2 separate regions of the Pan troglodytes genome follow, and region 1 is linked to region 2. A link is a contact called in public Hi-C data. All regions are on one chromosome and are shown on one strand. The core of a region is the stretch at or near the end of the contact, and the rest is flanking DNA. Distances in the headings are between cores, read along the strand shown.

The links. Hi-C and Micro-C count contacts between places; a contact is called where the count stands out from the background.
Region 1: a contact with region 2 is called in a Hi-C map of induced pluripotent stem cells, with 1.8 times the contacts expected there. The contact joins the enhancer-like site here to the promoter of CACNA1D in region 2. A contact is called at or near these places in 2 of 7 Hi-C or Micro-C datasets (induced pluripotent stem cells and stem cell-derived neural progenitor cells) and 1 of 1 datasets of contacts at active chromatin or transcription factors (stem cell-derived excitatory neurons).

What each region holds. Positions count from the first base shown.
Region 1 is chr2:57,743,356-57,746,969 of NHGRI_mPanTro3-v2.0_pri, forward strand. It overlaps CACNA1D (calcium voltage-gated channel subunit alpha1 D), which reads left to right. Exons shown (of 46, transcript XM_016941303.2): 9 at 559-728. Among named protein-coding and RNA genes, the nearest start is that of IL17RB, 140 kb to the right of the region's middle. Within about 2 kb of position 1,761, at least 5 of the 24 cell types and tissues checked have an H3K27ac peak or open chromatin away from gene starts, as enhancers often do. A contact at or near this core is called in induced pluripotent stem cells, where this site is marked.
Region 2 is chr2:57,533,582-57,537,399 of NHGRI_mPanTro3-v2.0_pri, forward strand. CACNA1D (calcium voltage-gated channel subunit alpha1 D) reads left to right here and starts at 2,417. Exons shown (of 46, transcript XM_016941303.2): 1 at 2,417-3,039. The coding sequence starts at 2,973.

The DNA of each region.
Region 1 (3,614 bases), core at 511-3,010, 210 kb after region 2:
CCTGCGGGTGATGGGTAGAGGAGCCTAGTGTGGGCACCAGCAAGGACTGCTGCCTGCTCAGAGCTCTTGGTTTGGACAAAAGGGGTAGCACACAATATTAATGCAAAGTTTGTCCAAAAGCATTGAAGAAGTTCTAAACTTGGTACTCTTTGACCACAGCTTGGCCCATTTGGGTCCCTCGTCTTTGAGGAGGCTCTGGGGAAAGTGGGGCGTCTCTGAGTTCAGGCCCCTTGTTGGGGGGTGTCAGAGGCCTGCCATGACAGCACATGGTGTTTTGGGCCTAGGCCCCTTGAGATCGCTGTCATCGAGGGGAGTTCATTTTCTAAGAAATGATGCATGTGTGTTGGTGTGGGCTCTGCGACTCCGACCCCCACAGTCTTGCTTTGGAAGACACTGTCTTCTGTCCTGTCCAAGTGTGTGGCTCCATTGCTGTGCTCATGTGACTATACTCAGTGCTGTGTGTCCTGCCCACAAGACTGTTGTGCAGCAGGGCAGTGGCTCAGGATGCAGGTCCCCAAGGATGTCCTGATATGTGCTTGTCCTCTTTGCCTCCTTCAGAGAATTCTCAAAGGAAAGAGAGAAGGCAAAAGCACGGGGAGATTTCCAGAAGCTCCGGGAGAAGCAGCAGCTGGAGGAGGATCTAAAGGGCTACTTGGATTGGATCACCCAAGCTGAGGACATCGATCCGGAGAATGAGGAAGAAGGAGGAGAGGAAGGCAAACGAAATAGTATGTAGCGCCTTTCCTGCCCCTGGCTAGACAGACCCAGTGTGCGGTTCAGACGCCTAGCAGCAGGCCTTCCTCGACTCTGACCCAGGCTGTGAGTGGGACAGCCTCCTCCCAGCCATCTGGTCCCTTCTGCCTGCACACATCACGGAGAGAACAGGTGCATTGGTGCTGACTCTGGATTTCTGCCTGAGGTTTGGGGTTTAGAGTCGTATTTGGTAAGGTGGCTTTATAGCCAAGGAAGGTCAAACGGACCCACTGTTGGCCTGGGAAATTCAGTAAGCGCATTTCTGTGCGGGCACAGGGGTGATGAGACACATATTCTTGTACCACAGGAGAAGAAGCTGTGGTTTCCCTCACCTCAGAGTGAACAGTGTTATTGGACAAGAATTTGAAGTGCAGGGTTCCTCTTGACTCTTACTCTTAGGCCACCTGACATGGCTCCTACATGTGCTATTCATATGAAGCCATATGCTTAGCCCATCAGGGGCTGGGAGGAAACCGGCTCACCATTCTAGGCAGGTGTTAAGGGGCATGTGAGTCAGTGACAGCTGCTTTGCTGTCACCCATCGACACCCCACACTGTGACACTAAGCACCCTAGAGCACCTTCTGCAGGAGGCAAGGCCTGAGAACTCAGTCCATCACTGACATTAATTGCCATTGTCAACCACGGTGTCTCTTTCACTGCATACTTTTCCCACAGATGCGCTCTTATTCTCTCTGGGGCCCTTTGTGCCTTGGGTCAGAGTGGAAACTGGAATCCAGCAATGCATTTGACTGAGATGTCTGTGACTTGCTTCAAATCTAGAAGAGTTGGATAGGAAGGACCAAGAACATACTTCAAGGGCACATGTCCATTGAGAGGCCTGGGGACCCGAAGCCGGCCCTACGTTGTAGAAGATGGCCGAGCAAGTCCCTGCTTGAGCAGAGTGCCTTGGATGTTTTGCTCTCAGCAAGGCCTGTTGCTGGGTACAGGGGAAACCCGGAGCTGGAGAGGATGTGGAGTGCTGCCTCCTAGGGAGAGACAGGCCTGTCACACTAAATGCAGCCCTGGGGAGCAGAGCTGCAGGGCACACATAGAGGGCAGGCACCGCCGACGAGGGATCGAGGACAGGGCTGGAGGGAGTATTTGGCCTGGGCCCTGAAGGATGGATGGATTGCAGGTGTGACCATTCAGTGTCAGAAGAAGCACCCTGACCCAGGGGACTAGCGTGAGGGAGGCGTGGAGGTGGACAAAGGCCAGGTTTCCGGGAGGAAGCAGTGGGCCCTTCAGCTGGAGCACAGAGGGTATGAAGGTCGGGGTGAGCTGCCATAGGAAGGGTGGGTGAGGTGCAATTGTGCCTCTTCTGGAGGTTGTGGAGTGTGTAAGTGGGGGCTGAGAGACCCCTGGTGGAGGGGCTTCTTGACTGAGAGGGCCCTTACCTTTCTTCAAGCCTGGGCTCTGTGCCTCCATGGGGAGGGAGTGTGTTCCGTGATCTCAGATGCCCTGGCTGGTGCAAACCAGTGTGCTGACTGGGAGTGGGCAGGGTCAGGCCTCTCTTCTCTCCCTCCCTGCTTCTTGCCAGGCTCAGGAAGGGGCCGGGACTTCAGCACCTGAGGATCAGAAGACTGAGGGAGGGTTTCTAGAGCTAACTGTTTGCTGAATGCAAGTTCAGAGTTTATAAATAGACATTCATGTGAGTCTCAGACTCAGCGATGTGCCTATGAAGTGATCAGATGTAAGAGTGTCTGCCTGTCCTCTGCACAGCTCTCCCCTTGGCAGTTGAGCCAACGTGAACCCCATGGCTTTCGTGGAGCTTCTGCACCTGCAGTATGGCAACAGGCCATGTAGGTGCAGCTTGGAGATGCCTGCACCGCTCTTTTCCCCTTCACTTGCAAACTGTAACTCAGATGCTGATCTGCCTCATCTCCCCTAAACCCAACATGTTATTTGTAAACGAGAGGAGGTATGGCCCCTTTTTCTCAGCAGAGTATCTTTCTTTGCTAGTTTAGCTGTGTCCCCCAGGGAGCTGAGTGAGGCCTTCTTACAGGCCAGTGGCCTTTCCTGTGTTTATTTCTCCTCCTCTAGAAGTAGACAAGGATTCGTGTTCTAGTGTTGCTAACATTAGTCGTGGTAGAGTTGTTTATAGGGCCTATGATTTGAGGATTAAGGGTTTTCATTGGATTTAAGGTGATATCTTGAGGGTTAACCATTTTATCTCAGCCCAGCATTTCCTATGACCTATCACTGTAAAAACCTGATGATGACAGAAATCAATGACTCTGCCTTTCAGAGAACTTGCCATGAGGGGAAGATGGAGAAGGAGTGGCTTAGTGTGAGAAGCTGATCCCATTGTTAAGGCCCAGCACTCTGCTGTGTGAGCCCAGGAGGGCGCGATGATTCTGGCTGGTGGGAGTGGGCAGGCTGGGGCGATGTGAGGAAGGCTCCATGGGAGGAGCAGCCCTGGGCGGCAGAGGTTGGGGGTGGGGGCTTTTTCAAGCTGGGGAAATGGCACAAACAAGGTGTGCGAAGTGACAAATATTCAGGGCCCTTAAGTGCATTGCTCAGTAATATAATCTAGGAAAGAAACAAAACCTGTTTAAAAGCCTTGTAGATCTTCAGAATTCACTCTCACTGGGGCTCCCAAGCCCATAAAGCTGCACTGTGTCTTGGGAACATCAGCAGTATTGTTTCTGCTATGCACCGTGATGTGTGACTCAAAATGATTAACTAGCTTAATGTTTGATCCAGAATAGCAAATATTTCTGTGGTGTGCCCTTGTTCTTTATGGAGCTCGTTTTGCCAGGTGCTGGGGTTTCCTGTGGAGTGAGGCTCACAGTGCTTCCCGAGTCATCAGATTTCCAGAGCCTTGGTGATGAGGGTTTTAAATAAAGACAGAAATCTTGG
Region 2 (3,818 bases), core at 1,167-3,666:
GTGGTGTACAGTCCAACGGGTTTTTGACAAATGCATAATGTCCTACGTCCATCATGGCAGTATCATAAAGAATAGCTTCACTGCCCTAGAATTCCCTGTGTGCCACCTATTCATCCCTCTTTCTCCCGGTCAGTTTTTAAGAATCAGTTCAAATGCCCTCTCTTCTGTGAAAACATCTCAGTTCCCTCAGTTACAATTAATCTGTCTGATGCTTGCATAGCGCTTTTTCATACTTGTTATAGCTGCTATGTTTGCATGGTATGAAAGAAGTATACACGGCCGGGCGCGCGGTGGCTCACGGCTGTAATCCCAGCACTTTGGGAGGCCGAGGCAGGTGTATCACCTGAGGTCAGGAGTTTGAGACCAGCCTGGCCAACACGGTGAAACCCCGTCTCTACTAAAAATACAAAAATTACCTGAGGGTGGTGGCGCGCGCCTGTAGTCCCACCTACTCAGGAGGCGGAGACAGGAGAATCTCTCTTGAACTCAAGAGGCAGAGGTTACAGTGAGCTGAAACTGCATCACTGCATTCCAGCCTGGACAACAGAGTGAGCAAGACTCCGTCTCAAAAAAAAAAAAAAGTATACAAACTTTTCTTCTGTCATTAGGTTGTCCTTGAGGAAGGAACTGTGCCATAGATTTGTCCTGACATCTAGACCAGACCCTTATTCTTAACCGGTGCTTTATGAATGCTGGCTGCACTGAACTGAACCATGAGCAAATATGGTTCAGCTCAGTCATCCACTAGATACAGTATTTTTCCCTCTAGACAGGAGCTGCTGTTTGCAAATCTCCCCCATCCCAAATCCGAGCCAGCAAAGGTATCATAAAACAAACTTGCTCAGGGAATTCTGTAGAAAAGGCCTCAAGATGCCTCTTTAGACCAGGAGTTCTGAAAGTGACATGTGTACTTGTGAATTTCATACATGCTCCTTGGATGGGCTAGTTTCTTTGGAGGGAACGGTCTTCTATCCCTTCAGATTTTGGATCAGAAGCAGCCATAGGAGAGGTGGCCCAGGCCAGCTTTATATTGTTACTAGACCATAGGGCGATTTCTCGCCTCTCCAGTCTCCAAAAACAAAGCACAAAAAAGGACAAGAGCCTGGTTGTTTTCATCCTCACGGACCAGACACCCACTCAGGGAGGCCTCTGGAGAGTCTTCTGTCTGGTCCCCAGTGTCTCTGCCCAGGTGCCCCCCAACAATTGAGGATGACTAGTGTGTTCTCTTTGGGTAAGGAGCACCTTCCCATAAACACTTATTTTTCTTAATTCACGCTGAGCTTTTACTTTATTTTTGCTTTAAAGTCACTGTTCTGAAACGTTCTAAAACGCCGTAGGAACATGCAGATAGGAACAAAAGCAAATAAATCGAATCCTGTGAAGTAACAAAGCAGACGCCCTTCTCCTAACAGCCAGCACAAAGCTAAATGAAAAATATCAGTCATCCACTAGATAAAGTATTTTCCCCTTTAGACAGGAGCTGCCGTTTGCAAATCTCCCCCACCCTAAATCCAAGCCAGCGAAGGTATCAAAAAATAAACTACTCCCTTCAGCTCCCAGACTGGAGGCAACAGTTTCAGCAGCACCGTCTATTTCCTTGAGCAACACGAGCGGTTTGAAAGACCTTGGCTTTGACTTCCCTGTACCTGCCTCCAAACACACGTGGGGGCGGGGTGGGGTGGGGGGAGATATTGCCCCCCATCCCCGTTGCCTTCCGCGACGCCAGGCCAGGCGCAGGGCAGGGGAGAAGATGGGGGGCGCCCTGGATTCGCGGTTCCAGCTGCAGGCAGTTACCTGGGGTAGTGAGTGCTCTCTACAGACCCGGGCTACCCCAACCCCCCCGATTCCAGAAAGGGCCGGAGAAAAGCAGGGGGCGCCTGCCCCGCTCCGGAGCAGCCAGGGAGCCGGGCCGAGCCTTGACGAGGATGAGCTCGGAGACCGCAGCAGCTACCGCCCGCTAGCACCTGTGCTCCCAGGGGGCGGGGCCTCCTCCAGGTGTGCGTAGAGGGAGGCCGGCGCGGAGTCGGGGCCGGCGCGGGAGCCCGAGCTGTCCCCCAGCCCAGAAATGCGCGGGGAGGAGCGGTTCATCCGCACCCCAGCGCCGCGGGAGACACTGGCGCCGCCTGCCTCCTCCGGGTCCCGGGGGGAGAGCGCACCGTGCGGCGCGGAGGGGGTTAACCGGGCAGCCCGCGGCTGGAGCGCGCTTAACCCTTTGGAGCCCGCAGGTCAGCCGGGCCAGGCTAGGGTGGCGGCACCCCGAGTCCCACGCGGCGGCCACCCCGAGCGCGCAAGCGGTGCCGGGCAGAACCGCGCGCCGGGCTGCAGACCCGCCGGGGCGCGGCGCGGCGCGGGCCGTGGGCGGCTCGGGGCGGGCGGAGGGCGGGGGACGGCGGCGGGCGCGCAGCGTCGCCAGGGCGAAGCCGGCGTGCGGCGCGGCGCGGCGGGCGCGGAGCGAGCGGGCGGGCGAGCGCCTCCGTCCCCGGATGTGAGCTCCGGCTGCCCGCGGTCCCGAGCCAGCGGCGGCGCGGGCGGCGGCGGCGGGCACCGGGCACCGCGGCGGGCGGGCAGACGGGCGGGCATGGGGGGCGCGCCGAGCGGCCCCGGCGGCCGGGCCGGCATCACCGCGGCGTCTCTCCGCTAGAGGAGGGGACAAGCCAGTTCTCCTTTGCAGCAAAAAATTACATGTATATATTATTAAGATAATATATACATTGGATTTTATTTTTTTAAAAAGTTTATTTTGCTCCATTTTTGAAAAAGAGAGAGCTTGGGCGGCGAGCGGTGTTTTTTTTAAATCAATTATCCTTATTTTCTGTTATTTGTCCCCGTCCCTCCCCACCCCCCTGCTGAAGCGAGAATAAGGGCAGGGACCGCGGCTCCTACCTATTGGTGATCCCCTTCCCCATTCCGCCCCCGCCCCAACGCCCAGCACAGTGCCCTGCACACAGTAGTCGCTCAATAAATGTTCGTGGATGATGATGATGATGATGATGAAAAAAATGCAGCATCAACGGCAGCAGCAAGCGGACCACGCGAACGGTGAGCAGCCAGAGCCCGGGCACCCGCTGCCAAATCCGATCCTGTCATGGTCCTCCAGCCCCCTCCCCCTTCCCCGCGGCGCTGGATGGGTTGAGGGGGTTGGAGAGGGTGCTGCCAGCTCGGTGTCGTCTACACAGAGAGGGGACATGCGTGACAGCCACTCCGCGCTCCCCTCCAGGCCCTGAATGTCAGAGTTAATTCTGCATTTGTGGGGTGGGGGCGGCCGTGGAGTGTGTGGAGCGCGGTGCAGCCGGAGGGGCGGCGAGTCGAGGTGATTCGGGTTCAGCGTCCTCGGGCTCAACTTTCCTTCAACGCCCCCGAGCGATGGCAGGAGGGCCGCAAGTCTTCAGCCGGAGCCCCCTTGCCAGCCTCTTCTCGCCTTCCACTCCTCCCCCGCCCCCTCGTTGACTAGGAAGAAGGTCCCTGGTGGCATCCGGAAAATTCTAGGATTGCCCGGTTTCGCCCTCCGCGCCGGTGGGTGAAGCACACCCATCCCCTCGCGGGGGAGGCCCGGCCTCGGTATCGGGGAAAGGGGTTCGGGTGGAGCGTGCGTTCCCGCTCCCGTCGCCGGCTGTGCACACGTCGGTAACCTAGCAATGCCCGGGGAGCCGCTGCCGCTGTGGGGCTCCCCTCCCCAGCTCTGGCCCGGGCACCACGTGCAGCTTCCACGCCGGCCGGGGCTGGGTCGAGGGAGGATGGAGCAGCTCCTGGCCAGCCCTCCCCTTTGGAGACCGCCAGTGCCCCCCAACCCCTGTCGGCTGGAAGCCTTTCCGGGTGAG